Regions from separate parts of the Mus musculus genome. Here all the other regions are linked to region 1. A link is a contact called in public Hi-C data. All regions are on one chromosome and are shown on one strand. Each heading gives the region's core, a stretch centred on a gene start, on an enhancer-like site or on the middle of the called end of the contact. The rest is flanking DNA. Distances are from core to core; before and after follow the strand shown. Region 1 overlaps Retreg1 (reticulophagy regulator 1). Region 2 overlaps Marchf11 (membrane associated ring-CH-type finger 11). Region 3 holds the start of Myo10 (myosin X).

What was found. A called contact is a pair of places that touch in the nucleus more often than the background predicts.
Region 2: a Hi-C map of the C2C12 cell line shows a contact between it and region 1, with 2.6 times the contacts expected there. The contact joins two enhancer-like sites. A contact is called at or near these places in 3 of 484 Hi-C or Micro-C datasets (the C2C12 cell line and liver) and 1 of 9 other capture datasets (pancreatic islet).
Region 3: a Hi-C map of muscle stem cells shows a contact between it and region 1, with 4 times the contacts expected there. The contact joins the promoter of Myo10 here to the enhancer-like site in region 1. A contact is called at or near these places in 1 of 39 promoter capture datasets (pre-B cells), 2 of 484 Hi-C or Micro-C datasets (Sertoli cells and muscle stem cells) and 1 of 9 other capture datasets (adipose tissue).

What each region holds. Positions count from the first base shown.
Region 1 is chr15:25,912,446-25,917,267 of GRCm38.p6, reverse strand. The region is part of intron 3 of Retreg1 (reticulophagy regulator 1); the gene reads right to left. Among named protein-coding and RNA genes, the nearest start is that of Mir7212, 33 kb to the left of the region's middle. Within about 2 kb of position 2,092, at least 128 of the 459 cell types and tissues checked have an H3K27ac peak or open chromatin away from gene starts, as enhancers often do. A contact at or near this core is called in the C2C12 cell line, adipose tissue, liver and 1 more, where this site is marked.
Region 2 is chr15:26,376,945-26,381,766 of GRCm38.p6, reverse strand. The region is part of intron 2 of Marchf11 (membrane associated ring-CH-type finger 11); the gene reads right to left. Among named protein-coding and RNA genes, the nearest start is that of Gm36790, 67 kb to the left of the region's middle. Within about 2 kb of position 2,641, at least 18 of the 459 cell types and tissues checked have an H3K27ac peak or open chromatin away from gene starts, as enhancers often do. A contact at or near this core is called in the C2C12 cell line and liver, where this site is marked.
Region 3 is chr15:25,620,138-25,624,959 of GRCm38.p6, reverse strand. Myo10 (myosin X) reads right to left here and starts at 2,410. Exons shown (of 41, transcript NM_019472.2): 1 at 1,930-2,410. The coding sequence starts at 1,950.

The sequences.
Region 1 (4,822 bases), core at 843-3,342:
GTTTTTAACCATAGCCCTTACTACTGGGCAAGAGGGTTAGGCAAAACAGTCCAATACCAGGGCTGGGAAGGTGCCTCAGTGGGTAAAGAGGACTTTCACCAAACCTCATGACCTGAGTTCAATCCCCAGGACCCACAGGCCGGAAGAACAACAGCAATTTCTTCACACTGTCCTCTGATGTCCACATGTGCGCCACAGCACACAATAAATAGATAAAAATATCTACATTGTTTTGAAAGGTCTAATGTCAATTGATTTCCCTTGACCAGCTCCAAGTCATCCTCACTCATCTGTCCCTGCCCCCCCCCCCGCCCCCATCGCTGGCAGAAGAACCCATCTAACTTAGCTGGATGAGTCTAACAGCTCTTCTCAGAGAGAGGCTCTACCACACATGTTAGAGACTTCTGAGCCCTTTAATCTCACTATAATGTCTGAAATTAAATGCCATTTCCTATACCCTAAAGGAATGGGATCTCAAGATTTTTTTTGTTTGTTTGTTTTCCAAGACAGGGTTTCTCTGTGTAGCCCTGGCTGTCCTGCAACTCACTCTGTAGACCAGGCTGGCCTAGAACTCAGAAATCCGCCCTCCTCTGCCTCCCGAGTGCTGGGATTAAAGGCTTGTGTCACCACTGCCCAGCGCTATTTCAAGATCTTATTCCTTGCTAAAGGGCAAGTCCTTTGAGAGAGAGGGAGAGGGAGAGGGGAAGGGAGAGGGAGAGAGGGAGAGAGGGAGAAGGAGAGGGAGACAGAGAGAGAGAGAGCACTCTCACTTAAAAAAAATGCATGTGGGCCTTGGGTACCATGTGTCAGTGAGTCATCTCCACCTCTCCACATGATGTGACTGCTGTGTTTTTGACAGTGCTCAGGGCAAACACCAGGGAGAGGAAACACATTTAGAGCAGGAACTCTCTGCCTTTGGCTATAGTCACAGAACCACTGCGTTTTAGCAGGGGTAGGAACTGAGATCAGCACAGCCCTGTCCCTCCATTTTACCACAGCCACAGGAGAGAAAGAAATGATGGATCTCACAGGACCCCAAATCCGAAGAGATTTCCAGAGCCATGGTGCAACCCTGAGTGGTGGAGAACGCTAGGAAACTTAATCCTGCCACACATACCCAACTCCACTAAAGTGGAAAGCAGATGGCGCCTGGCTCCCACTGTGAGGACCCAGATGCCAACCTCACAGACAGATGAAGAGATGGGACTTGGACCACAGGAGTCTGTGATGTGAGGGATCTGGGCAGCTGCAGGATTAGTGCTTGATTCTGCTCCTGTGGTGTCTGGGGCTTGGCATAAAGGCAGCTTCGGATCAGTGGCTCTTCTCAAATCAAATGACAGTAACGACAGAGACCAAGAGCAGAGATCAGAGGAGCCCAATGTGCACGGCACAACAGTGCTGTTAAACGTTACATCTCTGTGAGCTGCATCCTGGCTGAAGCTCTGCGAGGCTGCTGCTCCCACTGTCCTCATTTTAAAGGCAGTACTGCAAAATCCAGAGGATCTCCAGGGCCTTAACTAATACAGCCCTTCCTCCTGGCATAGCACAGACCTGCTGAGCCTCTGAGCCCCGACAGGGATCACAGACCCAGTCTGTGGACGGAGAGGAAAGACAAGCACGTTGCTTGTTAAAGTAACACTGAGGAGCTCCGGAAAGAACCTGATGTGGTCTCACTCTACTTTCTAAGATTTTTCAGAGGTGACTCGAGTCACCTTTTCAGATATAAGGTCACACACCCTTAAAAGGAGCCCCACCTGCAAAAGCCTTAGCAACCCTGTTTACCCACAAAGAACAGGGTTTCATTTTTTAAATGGCCTATCGACATCCACAGTTAGAGCCCAGAGAAAGGAACAAGGCTTGGCTTTGTGGACCATTAAAATGAGACTAGAGGAAATAAGTTATTTTATCTCTGGACTCACGTGCTATACCGCAAGCCAACTGGGAGAGTCCCTGGAATTTGGTGACTAATCAGATGCTGGCCTGGGAAACACACCCCTGAATGTCATCAGACTTCAAGCATTTGCCCCAGGAATCCAGAAATAAGCTGTCATCAAAGGGACGTGTGCCCTCTGGAAACAACATCCAGGGCACATTTCGTAATCTGCAGCTGGGACTCAGAGAGCCAGGAGACAAGGAAAGGTCAAGACCGGGCCTGGCCCTTACTGCCTGCTCGTCTTGTCTGGAGCCCCTGTGTTCCTTCTGGAGCAGGAGCTCACGAGCGGTTGGCAGGTGTAACCATCGAGTCCCGCACTTGCCTCAAATGTGTTTGGAGTATCTGTCAGACCTTCACAATCATTTTATTCAGCAGCTAGTTAATGTCAGGTAATTACAGGTCCTCGGCTCTCTACTTATCAAATATGACTGAAGTGAGTGGCATGTTTTTAAAATAACCTTTATTTTTAAAAGCAGCGTAGCCTTGCATAAGGAAAGTGGGGATGGCATTTGGGATGAACAGAGATGTGCTCATCTTGAAGACAGCACATGGCCAAACACTTTTCCATGTAAAGTTTGTGTGTTTATATTCCTCTGTTTTCTGGGTTAAGAAAAGAATGTGTCTGACATTATATATACATACACACACACACACACATATACATATATACACACATATATATAATCAGTTCTTCTAAAAAATGTTTATTTATGTCTGTAATAGGTGTGGGGGGGCACCACATATACAGACATCAGAGATTAACTTTGAGGAGTCTCCTCTCCTTCTACCCTGAGGATTCCAGGGTTCAAATTCAGGTCCTCACACTTGGTGGCCCTTATATTTGGTGGCATGTGTCCTTTCCTGCTGAGCCACTTTGCTGGCAAAATCAGTTCTTCAGAATCCTTGTTCTAAGCTTGTTATTTTGTGTTTTGTTTACAATGCAAAGGATCAAACCCAGAAGCAAGCAAGGGCCAGATTTCTGGGCCAGCACTCCCACGCTTTTGCAACTGTTTCAATTTGGCTCTAGGGACTCCAAAGGGAATTTCTCAAATCAAGCACCTACCAACTACAAAATACCAACATAACAAGCCTGTCTGTGGGGTTTTCTTTCTGATGATGACCTTGGAGCAGTTGCTGTAAACTCGTGCGGCTTCTCAAGTACCAACCGAGCTCATGAGTTTGGCCTTGTCAACACATGCGTTGGTGATGCTTGGAAAGGTACAGACAGAGGCGGACCATACCTGCAGTGGCAGAGCTGCAGAGGCTTTCTGCCATCTCGGAAGGAAACCGTGCACAAACACTACTGTCACCCAGGAGTGATGTCACAGATCCCATCCTAGCACAAATTCGGGGAAGAAAGTCCCTGAAAGGCTGAACTTCTCACGCCCTTTGATTCTGTCCCTTCCCAAACTTCATTCACAGCCCAGTGAATCATTTACTAGGATAACCTAGTCTGGTAAAGCTACAGACCCGTTAATGAGAAACTGGAGCTAGCACTGGATCTAACTGGTGGTTGTAAGCAGAAGAGAACGGAGTTATAAGAAAGACAGCATCCAGTCCATGCTAATGTGGCTCTGAGCGTTCTCAGCTCAGCTGCCGTGGAAAGAGGGGCAGGAAATCTCACACCCCCTCACACCAACTGCAGGCTACCCAATGTTGAGAGCGTAGTGAGACACAAGACAGAAGTTAGAGCACACTGGGAAGACGTGCCTAATAGCTCTGTAGCCTGTCCCATGGGTCTGTGTGGACCAAAGATACTGGAGAGTCAAGTAGCTGTTGGGGGGTGTACTGGCTAGTTTTGTGTCAACTTGACACAGCTGGAGTTATCACAGAAAAAGGAGTTTCAGTTGAGGAAATGCCTCCATGAGATCCAGCTGTAAGGCATTTTCTCAATTAGTGATCAAGCGGGAGGGCCCCTTGTGGGTGGTGCCATCTCTGAGCTGGTAGTCTTGGTTCTATAAGAGAGCAAGCTGAGCAAGCCAGGGGAAGCAAGCCAGTAAAGACATCCCTCCATGGCTTCTGCATCAGCTACTAATTTCTGACCTGCTTGAGTTCCAGTCCTGCATCCTGTGGTGATCAACAGCAGTATGGAAATGTAAGCCGAATAAACCCTTTCCTCCCCAACTGCTTCTTGGTCATGATGTTTGTGCAGGGATAGAAACCCTGACTAAGACGGGGGTTAGTCAGAGGAACTGACAAGGCCAAAGCACAGAGCTGGGCAACTGTGCAGTACATAATGTTGATTATGTGCCCACTATACCGGGAGCCCCAGGGTGAGTACCGTCTGAACTGTCTAAAGCTGCCACAACGAAGAAAGCATAACTCACAATCACACCAATGTCACCTTCTGAGCTTTTGTGTCCCCACTGCTCCAAACTATGATCGTCTGCAAGCCCTTCCTAAAATAAGCCGCCTCAATCTCACACTTGACTCCTCCCTTAGAACCACAGATTAGATGGATGAATAATGATTGATTGATTGATAGATGGAAACTTATAAATAGATAATACAGAGATAAATATACACATATATTCACGAATAAAACTAAAACTTAATCTTTATGCTTTTGTTAAGTTATTTTGTTGGTGGTGGCGGCAGCAGTAGTAGTACTATAATAAAATAACCAAAAGGTTCCCTTAACTCACAGTTTTGGAGGTTAGAAGTTTAAAGTTGGGGGAGCCCCATTGGTCTAACTTTCTAAGTGCCTAACCATAAATGTATCAAGGGCAATGAGATAGCATTGACAGACAGAATGCCAGACTCCAAGAAACGAACCAACCTCGATCTTCCTGTCATAACCCTCTTGAGAGAGGTAAGGAAGGGATCTCATGGAAACTACCTGAAAGCCTCAAGGCAGCTCCTCCCACACTGGTCTCCGGCTAGACCCAC
Region 2 (4,822 bases), core at 1,392-3,891, 460 kb before region 1:
AAGATGCCAGAACCAAGAGCCAAGAGGAGTCTGCTGAGGAAAGCCGCATGGAATGAAACAAAGCCACAGGAGAGGTTGTGTGTGCTGCACGCAATAGATCTGAAAGGGTGGGGCTACCAAATCCTTCTGGTGGACTGATGACTCTATTGTCAGCCTCATGTACTAAAACTGGAGCTACAAGATTTGGTGTTTGTCCTGCTGGGTTTCAATCTTACTTTGGTCCCATTATTGCTCTGTATGCCTTCATCCTTCCTTTCTGGAAATTCTGTGTTGTTGCATGTAGGAAATACATAATAACTCATTTTGGATTTCATAGTTAAAAGATTGCCTTGTGTATAAGATAGGACTTGGACTTTGGATTTGTAAACAATATTAGAAGTTTTTAAGACCACAGTGGCCTTTAGTGTTAGACTGAATGTGTTTCTACATTATATGATGTGCCAGAAGCCAGAAGGGTATAATATTCTGACTTAAAAGTGATGTACTTGGATGCTGGCAAGTGGGGGAGTCCTGAGTATTAATATTAATTACTGGCATAATTTAGAATTACCCATGAGGCACACTTCTGGGCAGGATGGTGATTAATTATCTTAATTAGGTTGATTGAAGTCTGAAGATCCAGTCTAAAAGTGGGAAAATCCATTCACTTGGCCTAAGTCCTGGGCTACATAAACTGGAAAACAGCGTTTGACCTTGAACATTCATTCATAATTCTCTACTCCCTCATTGTGCAAGCAACATGACCAATTCCTGCCAACTCTTGCTGCCAGGATTATACCCTTGAATTTTGAACTAAAATAAACCTTTTTTTATCTCTTAAGTGGCTTTTGTCAGAGTATTTTATCAAAAAACAACAACAACAACAACAACAGAAAAAAAATGTAGCCAGGACAGTAAGCTATGCAGTCTCCCCAAGTTATTGCATTTAGGACTAGAAACGAGGTATAAGCTGAAGTGGTCAGATTCCTGTGATCATACTGTTAACTTACTAGATATCATAACTCTAGTGAACTTTAATGACAATTTCATATATCTGCTTCCATGCAATGCTATGACATGTTTCTGGTGATGCTCCAGCCCTGTGTCTTGTGGTCTGTTAAAAGAGGATTCTAGCTGGACTTGTGGCCGAGCACTATCCACTGTTCTGTGTAATCCTAGGTCCACAGTTCCTAAGGGAAGAAGGGCTGAGCCTGTAAATACCATCAAAGAGGGCTTTTCAGATCAGCATGAATCCTCAGGACGTGGCACACGTTGCTACAAAACTTAAGAGAAAGGGATCAAGGGAGATCAAGAGATCACTAGGAAGAGAATAAAGGGATGAGGGGAAGAAGGGAGGGAGAGACCTCTCTTGGTTCATTTTATTTCACTCTTTCAGATATCATTTATTACTTTGGGAACTGAGCATGTCCCTTCTCCCTCTCTTACTAGCACTACTCTCATCCCTTCCAACTGGGCTCTAAAGCCACCTCGGTTACCCAAACCATCCTGTTTTCCCTTCTTGTTTTCCCTCTTCTAAGAACAGCTCTTCTTTCCTGGCCCTCAGAGCCACTGTTTATACATCTGCTTAGTCCCCACTACTTGGATCACAGACAGTCCTGCGGTCTCTACATTTTGCACAGACCACAGGTTTTACAATGCTTGAAGCTGAAACTTACCCTCCTTATACTCACCACACTGCTCACCCCACCCATCAGTGTCTGGAAATTTGGGATACTGAAAGTGGCTTCTGCCATCCATGTGACTGCTAAGTAGCCATTCTTTTCACATCCATCATCATAAAGTTTGGCTCTGTCCAAACCACCAGTTGAGATCTGTCCTCCACACCTAAGTTAATTCTGAACCTCCTTCCCTGCTTCCTGTGCCTGCTCTCATCCTTACTCTATGTGCGTAAGCAGCCACATCCTGAGTATAATGTTCTTCCCGGAGGAGCAACACAGACACAGTGACATCGGCCATAAAGAGAAGGAAAACTAGTAGCAGCGAGAGCCACCCAGCAAACACCAGCTAAGACTGGCATGAGCTTGCTCAGGGGCATCCATCCATAGGTGCTTCTTGAGCCTGGAAATTACAGCGTCTAAGACACAGCCACAAAGGAAGATAATCTTAAGGACTTGACTCTTTAATTTGAACTAGATTAGAAAAACAAATCAACTCACATTGTAAAGTACATCTTCTCTGAACATGAATTCTTTTAGAAGTGCTTTTGTCTGTTCCAAAAAATATAGACAATACATATGGGCATAATTAGGAACACTGTGTGAGGGTCCATGCCATCCCCTCTTCTCAGAAAATAATATTAACTTCTCTGAAACTATAATGATAGCAACCTCACCAAAAGATTGTGCCTGATTAGCTTGGGTTTATTGCTGCCTATAGATAAGACAAGATACAGAGGCAAGTCTAGGAATTTTCTATAAAACCTGTCAGGAGACCAAGCCAAAACAAGATCTCAAGTTTCTGGGTAAATGACTTCCAACCAGTAAGACATAGTTGCATATCCAGGAAACCACCTAAGAGATGTGCTCCCCATCCCGCTATCTGAAAGAGTTAGAACATTTTCTAAGAGCCCAGTTTGCTCCTAGAAAATAACATGTGCTAAGAGGACGCCAGCCTGAACTTGGGCACAGTTTTGTTTGGTGAGCATTAAATCATTGAGCTCAAAGTACTGTGTTGTATTTGCTTTTACAAGGAAGGCCAGATATGAATCATAAGCTAATGGGTCTGTAGTAAGATGATAGGTGGGATTACTCACCAGGGCTACCCAAGAGAACATCTGCTCCTAAGGAGTGTCCTCATCAGAAAGAAATGAATTTAAATGCAATCTATGTTCGGTCATCTTTAAATCGTATTTAGATTGTAGCCCTAGAGTTAGGATTGAAAACATGGAAAGAAAACTTGCCATTGTGGAATCAGAATGACAAGAAGATAAAACATTCCCTTGGTTACAAGCCTGGTCTTAATAGAGTAGCTTGTAGGCTGCCAGATAAAAGTGCTTTCATAGTTTGGACTGCAGCTGCTTTGCGAGAAAATCATCTTCATAAACTTTTCAGAGCTGAGATAAAATCAGACAAAAGAAAGCAGAAACCTAAGCAACCTCTAGAAACCATCAGAAAACAGGACCATGTGTTTAGAAAAGTTAACAGCAACTTAGAGAAATGAAAGAGGGTTTGTAATCACTGATGCTATGCCAATCAACTCAATACTATAGAGGAAATAGATAGGTAGCATACAAAAAAAATCACCTCTCAAAACTGACTCATGAAGAAATGGAATGCATAAATAGCTCTTTAGGTATTTCTGTAGTCCAGGCTACCCTTGAACCTGCTGTGCCTCTCAGGCTGGCTTCCCCCTCCAGATCATCCTGCCTTTGTCTCTTGGGCACTAGTGTCCACACATCCAGCTATGAACCAAAAGTGTTTAAACGTGACTTACATGAATACATTACAAAGAAATAATTACAAAGAAATTAAAGACTCAAGTAAATTAAAACTTATAAATTAGGAAGTAGTGTTGTTTAGTAAGTCATTCTCTCCGAATTTAAATTCTAGATAAAAATAGCATCAAAATATCACTAGCAAAACTGTTTTCTTGCTATTGTTCATAAATTTACAGATCACTCATTTAAAATGATCTTCTGTTACGTGGTGCTAATCATTCCAATTTGTATTCTCTTGAATGGCCAAAGAAAAGCCAACCTCTATATCCCTTATTGGGGTGAAATTTCTACAAGAATTGGGGAGTTAGAAAATCTCTGAGCCCACTTTCTTATATGAGAACAGTCTTCATTGTCGTCTCCTGGCTATAGGAAAAGCCCATATTTGACTGACACTATCCTGACCATAAACTGTCACTTTAGTTGAGTAAATTACCTAGACCTAAGTCCTATGAGCAAAAGAAACCAACCAACCAAAACCTAAATGAGGGAATGGGTAACTTCAAGTGTTCTGGTGCTTGTGAGGGCTCCATATTATCGAATAAAATTCAGAAAGCCAATGAAACAGTTTCTTCTAAATACCAGGACAGGTTAGGAATCTGGTTCAAGGCCATATGAAGTTGCAGATGGAACACACAATATAGGTCAGGGCAAAAGAGATGTCAACCTGGAAAGTTCTAAATTAAACTCTAGATGAAAGGAATCAATATGAGGTAAAGGTTTGGTTATGAAACAAGTCAAGGCAAACAGAGGACTGGGACTTAGAGCAGAGGTGAATGCTAACCAGGGAAGCATCTGTTACTGGCCAGAGCCCAGGATACCAGGTGCAGGAGTCAAATGAGCCTTTCAAAGTAGTGTCTACCCAGAGTTTTCCCCCGGGACAGGAACTGTACTTTCCTTTACAGGCTGATTATTTGAGAACAGGCAAAGGGTCCTAAGGTCATAGACTCGAGAGCTTGCTTGAGAAAAAGCTTATGTGTTCCTCTATCATTTTCCTCCTAATTCCGCAAGAGCTAGCCACATCTCACTTCTTTCACTTGATTGTCCTGGTCTTTTATAGACTTTCATACACTCAACAAGGTGCTATGTATTGAGAAACAAATACATGTATCTCACATATTCAGTTCTTGAAGCTTCATGCTACCTTCTCCCTCACCTCTTAATTTTTTTTATAACAAAAGTAGGTCCTATTCATTATTTGAAATCAGATAAATGCTCCTTGTGTGACAACTGCCTAATGTCATTAGGCTTGGTGACTTAATTTTGTCACACATGATTTACATATGTATGGCAGTGCATAATACATGATGATCCAGTTACTACTCTAAATACTGAGTGGATCATGTTTACATACTGGGAACCTGGGAGCCCTACGTGTGAGACTATAGA
Region 3 (4,822 bases), core at 1,161-3,660, 290 kb after region 1:
CTTTTTCACCTGCCCCGCCGCTACGTGGAGGGCAGAATGCTGACAGCTGACTAGAAATCACTATGATAACATAAACACTAGAAATCATGATGTTAACATAAACATGCCAGCAAATTAAAAGCAATATATATATATATGTGTGTGTGTGTGTATGTGTATATATGTGTATGTATGTATATGTATATGTATATGTATATGTATATGTATATCCCAGAAATACCAGCCACCGGCATCAAAGGGGAAAGGCTAGGCCTCCAGTAACACATTCTTCAACCTTGGGCTGGTAACTTACTAATCTTTGGGTTAAGATTCTTCACTAGAAAGAGGAAAAATGAAAATAGGCAACCAGTAAAGACAACTTCACTGTTATTCCAATCACGGAGATCTCCTCACAGAGAAACACAGGTGAAAAGGAGTTTTTGGAATTACTGAATAGTCCCATAACTTAGAGGGGTTAGTGCTAGGGTTAAGTTTCCGCCACTAACACTAGGGGGCAGAGTTCTACCCAAGGGGAGACTTTGGTCTTCAGGCTTAGGGAGACTGGTGGCCCTTCAACAACCACACACAAGTTTTCTAAAAGATCACCAAGTCAAGAACTATTTTCCCTAGAGACAAAACCTCATTCTTCTTATAGATAAAAGCAACTAAAAACCCAGCCTAGCGGTAATTTACTGTTGTAGACCAACTCAAAAGTCCTGCTGCCTTCATACAGGTAGGAAACAAACACCCACGAATTTAAAAAGCCATTAAGGAGTCTCTAGTTTCTATATATTTCTGAGGTCTCTATTTTCTATATATTTCCCTTCTTTTAAGTAATGGATGGTTAATGTCTTTCCAGGATGCCTTTCAGGGTGACAGAGACAAACACTTTGGTAAAAGTCAATTCGAACATTATACAATACATCACTGTGGCCATTATAAGTAGCTGTCTGAGAGTACAGTAAGTGAACGTCAGACCTTGAAACACTATAGCCAATTAACTCTGACAAAGCAAGCTAGCCAAAGCACAGGCAAATTCTCACCACTCTGATTTGCTGGAAGATTCCAAGACTGTCCTGGATTCACAAAAACCTCACCCTGACTTTTCAGCAAAAAATCTCATCAGCCTCTCTCAAAGTCAGCTAAGTTTACTCTGAGCCACTTCAAACCTCAAAACTTAAACAGAATTTATTAAATAAACACAACCAAGAAAGGAATCGGGGCCAAGAAACCAGAGCGGCTCTCCATCCCTGGGGGAAAAGGGAACTTTCAAGTCCCGTCTCAAGTAACTGTGGTGTCCCGCCCTCAAAGACCCTAAAGCGGGCATCGGTTTCATCTTCTAAAATAACCATTGTTTGCCCTAAACAAATTTTATTTAAACTCGAATTCAAGATCTGCCAAAAAAAATGGCATTAAAAACAAGATCATTCGGTCTCGTACTCTGGAATTATCTGCAAACCCGACCTGAGCAGTACTAGTAAAGTAAGGACCCCAGACTTGAAAGCCCAATGAGGCAGGGCAAGCAGTGACCGAGGACCCAGCCGGCCGGCTCACACTTCGTTAGCCGGCTCCTCTGGAAGCCACAGGAAGCCCGCACGTTCAGCAAAGGAAGTCCCAGACCTTTCTTGGAGCAAGGCACCTCCCGGCTGCGCCTTTTACCGCGTTTCCTGCACCCGAGCCGTCCGGTCCGCAGCTCTCCCCCACCCGGCGCCCGGGGACTCACCTGGCGCGGAGTGTCAGCTAGCCACCCACGCCCGGGGACATGCGAGCGCAGGACAAACTCAAACCTGCCTAGGCTTACTCATCCGAGACTCGGGGCCGGCGGAGGGAGTGGGGTTTCAGGAGATTCCCACAAAGTTTCCCCTCCTGGGGACGCGCAGGCGCTGGGGCGCGCTCGGTGTGCCGGTCCGGGTCCCGGTCTCAGCCAGGTCCTCCCCGCCACTCACTCACCTCGGGAAAGAAGCTGTCCATTGTTCCGGCGCCCGCACCTTCCCGGCACGGCTCCAGTCGCGGAAGTCAGCGCAGCGGCAGGTCCCGGGAAGCCACGCGTGTCACGGTGCGCCTCGGGGCGACTCCAGCCCGCGGAGCCGCCGCTCTGCCATCCCCCGGTCGCTGCTGCTCCTCCGCACCTTTTGTCCGCGTCTCGGACCTCCTCTGTCCCAACCACAGCCTTTGTCTCTCCTTCCTCCAAGTTCCTCACTTCTGGGCGAAGTGCTCCCGGGAGGAGAACAGCTGGTGGCACATTCTTCCCGAGCTGGGGGAGGGCCGGCAAGGGGCTGGCGACGCGCCTGCCTCCCTTGGAGCTCCGCCGGGGGCGCTCGGTCCCAGCGGGGGTGGGGTGGACGACTTCGGATCACCAGCAAACCAACAACGGTGAGCTCTCCCGCCCCAGGCGCGGCCGGCTCTCACCAGCTCTCCGGTCTCGCTTACCCTTGTGCTCGGTCCGCCCCGCCCTCAATCCCAGCCCCCAATATATAACCACGCCTCCACGAGTAAAGCCACGCCTCCTACGGACCTGGCCCCGCCCCCAGAAACTCCTCCAACCTGCGGAGACTGAGCGTCTGCTCTCAAATATACCCAAACCCCGCCTACTCGACTCCTGGTCACGCCCATTATAGCCCCGCCCACAGCCTGCTCGGGCTTCCTACATGCCGCGCCCTCTCCCAGCTACCACCCAAACCACGCCCACCGGATGCGCGGCCCCGCCCCTCGGAGCCCTGCCCTGTGCTTTCCCTGAGAGCGGCGGGTGCGCGGAGTCCCAGCTACCGCCTAGATCCACTCTGAATCCATAGAGCAGTGTGCTTCTCCTGGGTCTTCTTGCCACCGGCCTAGGCGCTATTAGATGACTTGACTCTTCCCTCTGATCGTAGATACTAGAAAGTTACCCGGGACTGAAGAGGAGGGGCCCCACGGCGGTGAATGTTAGACACCCCAAGAACCTGCTCCACGTGGATCTCATCATTGCGACTCTATCGTGCGATCCCAGGACAGGAAGCGGAAAACAGGAATCTGAACTTTTGAAAGCTGCTTTTCCTTGTTGAGTTTCTCTGCTCCAAGTGGGTTTTTTGATAGCCACAGGGAAATGTTTTGTATACTGGAAGGGGACGTGTCCTATAGCACTTGTAACTGTAACCTCTTTTTCTGGACGTAAAGGAAGTAGAGCAGATGCGAGAGAGATGGGTAATTGCTCTCGGTTCACCAGGAGTCAGTCCTGATTCTCACCGAGACAACTCCAGCTTTATTGTGGCCAGGAATCTGGGGATCCTGTAACACGGACTGGGATTCCTAAGTCTGCTTTCCTAACAGGAGTCCAGAGGGCCCTCCAAAGCTGGTGCTTGGCCCACTGCAGAAAGAACTCCCAACAGCTCAGAAGGAGTTTCCTTCTGTAGCAGTTTAGCAAGATCAGGTCACCCAAGTACTGGATCTATGAACCCTTTGAACCAACCGGCTGGGTGTTGTCAGACTCACTCCGGAACCACACAGCTGGTCCAGCAGCAGGTTGTTAACTGGCAAGCTGGGAACAACAATGAACTGACTTGAGAAGTTCTACTTAAAGGATTTGTTAACTGCCAGCCGCTTGAGAAAGATACTTTCCAGGGCAGTCTTTCTGGAAACAGACACAGCCTTCACTATCCCAAGCTGCACCCTGCCTGGTTAGGTACCCGCTTCTTAGGTTTTTTTTTTTTTTTTTTTTTTTTTCCAGATGTTGGAAGATCAATCACATATTTGGCTTTTTCTTGATGTCCTATCCACCTGCAGTTGGGAGAGTCGAAGCTTGTGCTCAGACTGAATGAAATGGCTGAACATGTGAACCATCTTGTCATCTTTATTTGGGAATTTAAGCATTATTGAACTCCAAAGCATTACATTAGTGTTGGTGACCTTACTCCCATCTCCCCACTTTGAGGGAAGATTCAAGGTATAAACCAGTTAATGATACATGTGCTATGCCACGTGGCTGGTTTTTTCCACGGGTTTACACGAGGCTGAAGGAAGGTTAAGATGGAGCCAGAACAGATATCAAAAATGCTCAACACAACCAAAGTGCTTAGTCAAATGAGCTTTGCCACCAGCTGTGTTCAGGTAGGGCAGCTGAACAATTATGCCATTATCCCATTAATCTACACACATCTCTGCAAGAAAAATGATTTAAAGAGCTGGTTAGAGTATGTGGGTGTGAATTGGTTCCCAGCATCGGTCCTGTTCCAGACTCGTTGGGCAACCTTGGCCCCTGGCCTCTCAGAAGTCAACATCCGAGCCAATCCTAGCTCATCAGCTAAAACAGATGTGCTACGTTAACACAACACTTGGTAATAGAGAAGCCTGGAACTACCTAACTGTGTGGCCACTCTGGGCTTTCCCTTCTTTTTCTGCAGATTTAAAACTTTAAAAAAGAAACAAAACAAAACCTAAAGTCTGTTCATTTTTCCTTAGAGACAGGATCTGGAGTATCCCAGGATATTCTAGAATTCTCTGTGTAGCTTAAGGTGACTCTGAGCTTCTGATGTTCCCTGCCTCTAGGGCACTTTGGCATCCCCGAGAATAGAACCCAGAGCTTTGTGTATTCTAGGCAAGCACTTTACCAACTGAGCTAGCCCCAGCTGGTTGTTGAGCCTAAGTAGCTCAGGTCTGTCTCATACCTGAGGTCCTTCTGTCTCAGCTTTCTGAGCACTGGCATAGGCCTGAGCCCACACAGTAGGTTTGGGTTTTTTTGTTTTTAAAGTGCTGTTGTGTTTGTTTTTATAATTTAAAGGAATGATAAATAAATACACGTTAAAACAACATAGTTTATGAAAAACAACTATATGGTCCAAAATGCAAATTATAGTTAATAAAATGATAT